Linked DNA regions of Rattus norvegicus: region 1 is linked to region 2. A link is a contact called in public Hi-C data. All regions are on one chromosome and are shown on one strand. Each heading gives the region's core, a stretch centred on a gene start, on an enhancer-like site or on the middle of the called end of the contact. The rest is flanking DNA. Distances are from core to core; before and after follow the strand shown.

What was found. A called contact is a pair of places that touch in the nucleus more often than the background predicts.
Region 1: a Hi-C map of liver shows a contact between it and region 2, with 12 times the contacts expected there. The contact joins two enhancer-like sites. A contact is called at or near these places in 9 of 12 Hi-C or Micro-C datasets (the Rat2 cell line, Schwann cells, frontal cortex and 5 more).

What each region holds. Positions count from the first base shown.
Region 1 is chr19:42,586,999-42,592,538 of GRCr8, reverse strand. All of the region lies in intron 2 of Il15 (interleukin 15), which reads right to left. Among named protein-coding and RNA genes, the nearest start is that of Il15, 45 kb to the right of the region's middle. Within about 2 kb of position 1,623, at least 6 of the 93 cell types and tissues checked have an H3K27ac peak or open chromatin away from gene starts, as enhancers often do.
Region 2 is chr19:42,289,704-42,294,898 of GRCr8, reverse strand. No RefSeq gene overlaps it. Among named protein-coding and RNA genes, the nearest start is that of Rpl22l3, 34 kb to the left of the region's middle. Within about 2 kb of position 3,453, at least 11 of the 93 cell types and tissues checked have an H3K27ac peak or open chromatin away from gene starts, as enhancers often do.

The DNA.
Region 1 (5,540 bases), core at 374-2,873, 300 kb before region 2:
CACCAGTGCCAGCATGTAAGAGAACAAAGCCATGGCCATGAGACCCTCAAGGAGGGTCTGTGAGATGAATCCATGAGTAAGGGTATTTGCAAGCAAGTCTGGGAACCTCAGTTTAGACATCTGGACCTGTGTGCTTAGAGGCAGTGATTGTTTTTTAAAGATAGAAAATGATGGAACAAGAATATGCAACATGGTAGAACTGAACTGAAAATGTATTTGCCACAGTGACATAATCTCCAAACCACCTGATACTGATGATACTGAGGTCTGTCTCAAATGAAGCACATCTCAGCAGCTAGGTCTGGGGTAGGCACATGCTCCACTATGTCCACAGCAGCCTTATTTATAATGGACAGAAGCTGGAAAGAACCCAGATGTCCTTCAACAGAGGAATGGATACAGAAAATGTGCTACATTTACACAATGGAATACTGCTCAGCTATCAAAAACAATGATTTCATGAAATTCGCAGGCAAATGGATGGAACTAGAAAATATCATCCTGAGTTAGGTAACCCAATCACAGAAAAGCACACATGTTATGCACTCCCTGATAAGTAGATATTAGCCCAAAAGCTCGAAATACCCAAGATAAAATTCACAGACCATATGAAGCTCAAGGAGGAAAACCAAACTGTTGATGCACCAGTACTTCTTAGAAAGGGGAACAAAATTCTCCTGGGAGAAAATACAGGGACAAACAGTGAAACAGAGACTGAAGGAAAGGCCATCCAGAGACTGCCCCATCTGGGGATCCATCCCATATGCAGCCACTAAACCCAATCACTATTGCTGATGCCAAGAAACGCTTGCTGAAAGGAGCCTGATATGCATGTCTCCTGAGAGGCCCTGCCAGAGTCTTACTGATACATATTAAGATGCTTGCAGCTAAGCATGAAACTGAGCACAGGGACCCAATGGAGGAGTTAGAGAAAGGCCTGAAGGAGCTGAAGGGGTTTGCAACCCCATAGGAAGAACAAAATTATCAACCTACCAGACCCCTAGAGCTCCCAAGGACTAAACCATCAACCAAAGAGTACACATGGGGGACCCATGACTCCAGCCACATATGTACCAGAGGATGGCATTGTCTGGCATCAATAGAAGGAGAAGCCCTTGGTCCTGTGAAGGCTCATTTCCCAACTGGAGTGGAATGCAAGGGTGTTGATGTGGGAGTGGGTGGGTGGGTGGATGGGGAGCACCCTCAAAGAAACAGGGAAAGGGGGGATGGGAGAGGGGAACCTATTTGAAATGTTAATAATAAACAAGCCGATAAAAAAAAAGAAAGTGGTTGGGGAGGGAACAGTGGGTGATAAGATGAAGGATATATCCAAATACCCAAGTCAAACACGCCCTCAGTAAAACTAACATGGCAGCTTTGTTAGTTCATTGGTAGCAAACAGGATGGCAACACATAAGGGGCTTTCTGATCAAATTTCATGAAAGCTTACTTTATAGCCAGGGCATAAAGCCATCTCCAGGAAGCAGCTTTACAACAATGCTTTCCATCAAGCGTCTGACAGAAGCAGCCATCTGACAAGTCTCGTAGTTTGAACAAAAGAAACGGAACTGTTGACGTAATATTTACCCCATAGAAGGAAGCTCAGAGATGGGAAGGGCACACTTCTGGACATGGTACTGCTGGTCTGTCACTCTCTGTTTCTCACACACAGTCAGGCTCCTCCCTCCGGCCACAATGAGGCTTCGCCATCAAGCTGGAGAACCAACACATGGGCTTCCAAAGCACATGGCCTCCGTGGTCCCCCCCTAACAGAATCCTACAGCTTTATGAAGCCACGCACTGACAGAACGGCAATGGAAACAGGAAATAAAACCAAAATGAAAGCATAAACAGCTGTTTCCTTTGCTCTGTGGCAACATTGCAGATATATAGCAGTCCACACGCTCGCATGGTGGGGGCTCCTCCTGAAGATTTCTGTACGCCAAATGGCAGCACAAATAGATTCATTCTGTGTTGGTTGTTATTGTCCTAATTTTATTACCAGGGAAAAATATCTTTCCCTACGTGCATGTTACCCTTAATATCCTTGCTTCCGGGGAGAGAAGTTATAGCTGAGGCCCGATTTATAATTTTACTGTTCATTTAATTTCCTTTAACGCTTTCAAATGTTATGTGAAGGCTTTGACTTGTCAAAACTGAGCCATCCATTTCAGACATAACCCATCAAAATGACAGCACGAACAGCTCTCGTAATCTACAACAGAGAAAGAGGCAAGCCCAGTGTTTTAAAAGACAGTGTGTGTCCACACTAACTGCTTTGCACCACTGTGCTTCATGTTCGTGTATTATTTTCATAATCTGTGTTGGAGAGCACAGAGATCTGTGTCTCATTTAAAATGCAACCAAGTATAAGGTTTTTAAAAAGTATCATTGGAGATAAATAGATTTCTGGCCCGAACAATAAAGATAGATGTATTTGAGAATACAAAAGCCTTTGATTTCCTAAGGAAAAAAATTATCCTGAGAGGTTCCACACCACCAGTCCCTCTCACTCTCCTGCAGGGTTTGCTTCAACATGGACACAGTACACACACCTGGAATTACTTTTTCTCCATTTCCAAGATCCAGGAAGCGATTTCTCATTAGTCAAGCCTCAACTCAAGCACATCATAGATGATACTTGTATCATTTTGGAATCATGTATATTTATAAGAATGAACGCTGCAGCCCCGTGATGTCTACTGAATTGTTCCTAATGAACTACCAAGTACTCTAGTTTTAAGCTGTTTAACCCAAAGTTCGCACCATTTGAAACACACAGGAAGTGAGTACAGTCTGCCTGTTGACTCTCTGAGTCGAGGTCTGGCACAGTGACTGCCAGGAGAGAAGGTGACTCCCTGGGTATTCAGTTTCTCATTTCGTGGGGATACTGATCATTTTTGTTCATGTAAATGTTTGTGATCTCTGGTTGATTATCTGTGGCTAATTTATATATAATATATATATATATATTATCTGGTTGTCTTGCAATGATTTTAATAGGAAGGGATATGATTTCCCTTTTCTCTCTTCTATAGCTTTCTTTGCTCTTGTGTGTGCATGTGCATGTGCGTTTTAAGTTTTAAGACACGGTCTCATTCTCTAGCCAGACTGGCCTGCAACTCACTAAGAAGTTTAAACTAAGGACAGCCCTCCCGCCTTAGGCACCCAAGTCCTTGGATTACAAGCACGAGCCACCAGACCTGGTTGGCTTTCTCTCAGTTGATTTTGGGTCTTTTGCAGTTCCCTTGATGCCTTATTATGAGACTCAAAGCCATTTAACACAATTAACTGGGAAAATGCAAGTAAGTAGAAAAACTGTAATTTCCATGGGTATTTTGACATGACACTAGTTAACCAAATTTCTTCAGTGTGTTTACGAGACAGGGGGGAGAAGGCAGGTGATAAAACAGGGCAGATTACACTCACAAACACAAGCACAAATCAGAAATTATGTAGAGCGTAGCGAAAGATCATTTATGTGCTGTTTGACCATCTGGACCTGCTGTTTTATGGGACAAGGGAGTGAGAGCTTGTGCTTATCCCTCTGCAGTGGTACTTTTTATAGCAGTATTTGAGAGCCACACAGACTGGTGGTACGATGGTATGGCTGCTTTCCATAAGGCCCATCAATAGAAAGCGAGCCTTACAATGAATATTGTGTAAGGACAAAGCCCCAGAGTTCGGTCAGCTGCAGTATTGCTGACATTAATTCTGCCAATTCCTTTTGATTCATAGATTTATGTTTCTCCCTTCAAGTGGGAGTATGACAGGGGCGGGCACGTGTTAAGATAATATCCCTGTGTGGTGATGGGTCACTTATGACTGTGTCATGTCAAACTGAATGGCTTACCAGAGACCTTGCTGAACACAACATCAAATATAATCACATTAGTCATGAAGAGGAGGAGGAGGAGGAGGAAGAAGGAGAAGGAGGAGAAGGAAGAAGGAGGAGGAGGAGAAGGAAGGAGGAGGAGGAGGGGGAGAAGAGCAGGAGGAGGGGGAGGAGGAGGAGAAGGAAGAAGGAGGAGGAGAAGGAAGAAGGAGGAGGAGGAGGGGGAGGAGGAGGAGAAGGAGGAGGAGGAGGAGAAGGAGAAGGAGGAGGAGAAGGAAGAAGGAGGAGGAGAAGGAAGAAGGAGGAGGAGAAGAGCAGGAGGAGAAGGGGGAGGAGGAGGAGAAGGAGGAGAAGGAGGAGAAGGAGGAGGAGGAGGAGAAGGAGGAGGAGAAGAAGGAGAAGAAGAAGAAGAAGAAGAAGAAGAAGAAGAAGAAGAAGAAGAAGAAGAAGAAGAAGAAGAAGAAGAAGAAGAAGAAGAAGAAGAAGAAGAAGAGGAAGAAGAAGAAGAAGAAGAAAGAGATGTTTTCTAGCTGGTAGAAAAGGGAGACAACAGAGAGAAATTCTGAGAAAAATTAGACTTAAAATTATGTATACTGTATAAGTCACCAGCGGTTGGTTTGAGATTGATGAGGGCCATGAGATACAGCATCCGTGTTTCCAGCATGCAGGCAGCCAGGGAGGAAACACCAGCCTCACTCCTAACCAACGAAGGCTGAATTCTGTCAGCAAACTGTCACGAGACAGGCACAAGATTAATTCTAGCATCTCCAGGTAAGAGATCGTCTGGCAAATGCCTTCCTGTCTACTTTTACTCTGGAAAGAGAATCCAGCTGAATTTGACACCTATGTAATGGTGACTCTATTGAAGATGTTGTTTTAAGCCTCTTTGGTCATGAGTTCTTGCACAGCAATAGAAAGGTATGCTATAGAGCAATGTGATTCACTGCAAGTGTTGTTTAAAATAGATATATACTAAACATTCATTATGTTTATCTATTTTATACATAAATATGTATATATAATACAGCTGTCTTAGATAATTTTAACAGGAAGTAATGAGACTACTTATGCAATCAATCTAGAGCAGGTTTTTGGGGACATAGATATTTTTAAGTTTTTTTCTTTTATTTTTGAGATTATATTATAGTTACATTATTTATCCTCTCCTGTCCTCCCTCAGTCCTTCTATACACTCCTTCTCTCTTTCAAATTCATGGCCTTTTTTCATTAGTTGCTATTTCAGGCACACACACACACACACACACACACACATATACACGCACACACATGCACACTCACACATACACAACTCACACACTCACACATACACACACTCACACACACACACACACACATTACAAAATATAACCTCCTCAGTCTGTATAATGTTATTAGTATGTATGTTGTCAGCGCTTAGCATCTGGTACTGTGCACTCTTCCCTGGAGAAGTCTATTGCTGCCACTCCAGCATTCCCTATGGTGATGAGGAAAGATATCAAAGATGTAAAGGAAGTATAAAATTTGGGTGACTAGGGTGGTCTGATAGTCTAGGGAATTGTAGAATTATATATATACTTTATATATATATATATATCCCCTTGGTTGTATAGTTATAACATGAGAAGTGACCTTATGAGTGTTGCTCTCCCAAAGGCTATTTTATATATTATGAGGAAAACCCCTTATAAATTGCACACACACACAC
Region 2 (5,195 bases), core at 2,204-4,703:
CATCTGATAGTACTTTGAGCAAATCTTTCATAACCCTCCAGTGAGGAACCTTCTGCCCCATAGGTTGTGAATGTGGTTTCTGTTCAGCAATCAAACTCTCCCTGCTCTCAAAGAGACCTGACCTCCATTTTCTCTTTGGGTCACAGCAGTTTATGTACCCAACCTCACATGACTGAAGTAGGGGGTGAGGTAGCAGGGAGCCCACTCTTTCTGCTCGCCATGTTCCACTCAAGAGGTCCTCATGTTACTCCGATTTGTGGAGGCTAGACTTAGAAGAAACAGCAAACTAATATGGCTCTTAGTTGGGGGTGTGTCTTTGAATTTCTTGGGCCAAGTATGTGGTCAAAGCCACAGTCCCAGAGGAGGTAGCAGATGCTGAACTCTTGTAAGCAAGGTTCTTTCAGGGTGTCTTCATGTTGACAGTTCTCCCATCTTCTGTCTTCCGTGGATAATTCACATCCTGCCGTTCACAATAGCCTCCATTTAAGTTTTTAGACTTGAGAGATGCTATTAATGCATGGAAACCCATGTGACATTTTACATGTGTATGTGCTGCGCATGTGTTAAATGTTACACCCTGTCTCCATGTCTCCTTTTTGTAAATCCCCATCCCCTAGACCACATCTGGCTGATGGAACCTCTGGCTGAACCTTTGCTAAATTTTCCAAGTTCTGCTCCTGTGCACTTGACCTTGGGTGGTTCTGTCCAATTTTGGTTTCCAGTCAGTCAGCCCGACTTCAGCTCTGTGAGGTTTGTTAGTTAAAACAAACCTTACTGCAGAAAGCACACAGCAGAGACCTCAGGTGAACTTTTAGGAAGCTTCTTCCCTCAGTGGGCCACTTAAGGCAGAGTGAGGTCCAACAGAGAGGGGCTGAGGAAAGGGAGAACCAGAGGTGAAGATTGGAGTCTAGAAGGATCTAGAAAGCTCATTTTATTCCAGTTGCCTGGTAAATATGGGAAAAGTCAGCAAAGAGTAAATGATGTAACCCAGGCTCCACAGGATGAGTGAACGGGCATCATGACACACACCTGTAGTCCCAGCAGTCAGGAGACTGAGGCGAGGGCTTAGGTTTAATGCCAGGCTCAAGGCCAGCCTGGCCTGCACAACAAAACAGAGGATAGAGTCTGGCCCACACTTGTCTGGAGGGCTTATCTTCCACATCTCCTACACTGAGCATCTCCTACCGTAGCTTTCCACTCAAGCCTAAGATGGAGATGGTAAGTACATCCAACTGACCAGGTCTTCATCAGGATGCCAAGAATCTCAGAAAGGACAACAACAAAGTCTATAATGATCTAAGAATAGCCACGTAAGGGAACTGTGCAGAGAACTGGCTGCTCGAAGCTTTGGCTGTCAAGTCCTCAAAGTCTTCCTTCTGTCCAGCCCTGGCAGGGACTCCAGGGATTGTGGTCTTAAGGACTCCAGTGACTGTTGTCTCAAGGACCTACCTTCTCCTGTTTTCAGAGCACAGTTTGACCTATTGTACCAACTAAAATTTTAAGTGCTCATTAAATTTGACCTCCCAATTTTACCCCCCAGCATTCTTCCTACAGAAACCCTTAAGTCTGTACAAAGTTGTAAGTACCATAGCATTGACCCCAAGTTTCCATAGTAGTAGAAATTGAAAATCTAATCATCTTCCATTAGTATAATAGTTAACTCACTGAGGCTGATATTACAGCTTGAATACAATATATAAGCTATACCAGCTTGAACTCTTGGAAACAGAAACCAGTCTTCTGACTCAGTGAAAAGGAAATTAGAAACTTGTTTTAAAATAATATGTATTCTAAGATCTCCCTCCTAGAGAAGATTAGCGTTTCTTTTACGAGAAACCACGCTTAGCAATGACTGCAACAGCATCATCACATTTGACAGGGATAGCCTTGGAACGTGGGGGGCAATGAGGGGGAGAAGCAAATAAAAGGAAATTACCAGATTGAAAGCACTCTGACTTGTTTTTTAATAAAAGTACATCAGGCTATTTTATGAGTGACTTGGGGGGTGGTATTCATGTGATTTACTTGGGGGGGTGATATTTATGTGGTTTTGTTTTGCTTTGATTTTGAGACAGACTCTCATTAGTCCCAGGCTGTCCCTAGACACACTATACAGCCAAGAACGACCTTGAACTTCTCACTCTCCTGATTCTACTACCTGAGTGAGTACTGGGGTTGGAGTTGAATTCTTCCACATATTGGTTTATGTGAAGCTATGGGTCAGACCCAGGATTTTGTGTATATTAGGCAAGTGCTCTGACAACCGGGCTACATCTCCTCTTCCCCTACACACACACACACACACACACACACACACACACACATACGCACACATACACACACACATACACACACACATACACACACACATACACACACATACACACACATACATACACACACATACACACACATACACACACATATACACACACACAAACATACACACACATACACACACACATACACACACACATACACACACATACACACACATACACACACATACACACACATATACACACACATACACACACATACACACACATACACACACACATACACACATACACACACATACACACACACATACACACACACATACACACACATACACACACATACACACACATACACACACATACACACATACACACACATACACACACATACACACACACATACACACACACATACACACACATACACACACATACACACGCACACATACGCACACATACACACACATACACACACACATACACACACATATACACACACATACACACACACATACACACACACATACACACACACACATACACACACAGTAGTAGCAGCAGCAACTGTGTGTGAGTTTAAAAATGAGAGAGAAAAGAAGGAAGGAAAGAAGGAAGGAAGGAAGGAAGGAAGAGAAAGAAACAAACAAACAAAGAGGAAAGGAGGGAGGGGAAGGGAGGGAGGGAAAGGAAAGGAAAGGAGAGAAAGGGAAGGAGAGAGAGGGAGAGGGAGGGAAGAAAAGAACCTATACCCTCGCCTAAATGTTCCTGTTCTTAACTCTTCTTGCGAACTAGTTGCTACTCCATTTTCCTTGGTCCCTAAGTCTGCCATTGTTCAAACCTTACCAGCCTTGTGCTTCCACAGAGCCTTGCAGGAGCCCCTACAGGCTGCCCATCAGATCTCTGGGCAGGGTGGTGTTTTGTCTTGCACCCACCCCGATGCCATGTCCCTGATGGCGTCAATATAAATGATTTCATTGGTCTCCTGAGCAGCCAGGACCCTGAAAAGCTTGGAAAATTACAGGAAACTGAACGTTTAACAGGATTTGTCAGGCGTGTATGGTGCTGCAGCCATAACCACTGTTCCCACAGAGCATAGCTGTGAAGGGCTGACTCAGGCAGCCATCCCGCTCCCTAAATGGCTCCAGGTCTCGTTCCTCTGCCTCAGTACAAACAAATAGCGCCCTCTGCTGGCAGGCAGCAGAACTCGATGGAGCAACAGCTTTGGATCTCACACAACAGACACTGCAAAGTAGTGTCCACCGGTAAGGGACTCGTGTGTAGGGAAAGCTGCCGCTCTCATTCTGTCACAGATCCAGTCCCGATTTTACAAGGATTGGGAAAAGATGATGAAAACACGATCAACGGGGTAGGTCCCATCTATCAAACTGACAGCGAAAAATAATTAAAGAGCTTACATTTCTACCGCTCTGACACAGAGGGAACGACGCCGTGGTGTGGAAGATGGGTGCAAACTTCCTGAGAAGCATTCGGGAAGCAGCCTTTGTTATTAGTGTTGTTATTTATTAGTATCTCAGTAAAGCTCCTTACCATATGTCATCCAGTAATGATACACTTGGGGACATTTCCAGAGAAACAGTCCCCAGGAAAACAAAGTGGTTGCTATAAGGATGCTTAGAGCTGTGGCATATTTTATTTTTATACAGTGGGAAACTGGGAAGAACTCAAGTGGTACAGAGTGAAGAGAGGATCACCGAATGGTCAGTGTCATGCTATGTAGGGTGGTACTTGGCCACAGAGCCAGTAAGAATGATAAGTTCAGGGCTCACGTCATACACAGACCGTGAATGGAGATTACCGAATGCTGTTCCCATGCCGACCATAACACAAGTGTGTTGGATTTTAAGCTGTAACAGGAAGTGAGGTGAGAAAAATGACTGTCGGCTCTTGCTGTCTACCTTCTCCTACACTGTCTCATCTGAAGTTTCCTTTCTCTGTTTGGGACCTTTCACCATTAACAGGTCCCTCACTAGAAAGGAAAGGCGTCAGATATATAGCTTCCCACTTCTGACTCATGTAGACACATACTTGAAGAACTCCTAGGTCCGTTTGTCATTTAAAAATCTCTAATTGAAGACTGAAAATCAAGTTTACCCAGAATGTTCAGTAATATAAAAATCAATCCAAAATTGACCAACTTTCTCACATCCCCAGTAGCAGCTTGCCCAAGATCACACATGGGGTGTCTCATCAGAAACACCAAGCTTCTGTCATCAATTGTTACTGACAGGGATCACAGAAGGACTTCATTCAGACCTTGGTCGCCTGGGCCTCCTTTACCAGAGATTTCAGGTAAGTCTAGGCAAACACGGCCTGGGTTCCATCATCTTAGCAACCATTGGGCCTTCCGGGCAGCCGGACCTGAAGCGAGGTACATACCAGTAGAGGAGATAGTACGGTTTCTGAAGAATCTAGCTCGAGATTCAGCAAATCAATCTCCTTGGAGCTGGATATCAAACACTCTATCAGAAAACCAGATTCAGCGAGTTCTTCCCATCCTTTTTACCAACCCACAACCCACAGACTGAAATGGCGCTGTCTGTCACTTAGACACCTATGATGGCCTCTCCAGTCAGCATCCTCACTCCATTCATCTTGGGCAGCAGGCACAGTGCCAGGAAACCCGATCTCCCTCCCAGACCCTCCCTCCTAGCTGCCTCTCTAGCCCCATGATCTCTGACCTTTCCCTGTTCTATCCCAGGCACAATGACCTCCTTGCTAAGTGTGCCCTGAATGCTGCACCCGTGTGCTTTCTGATCCCTTTCACTGATGCTACCCTATTGAACGTGCCCTGACATTTCTCAGTCAGCTCGAGGGACTATTCTCTTTCCCTCCCTGGCGGTCTTTGACTGCTAGTTTCTTTCTGTTGCTCACTGCATGACTCGTGGTGTATTA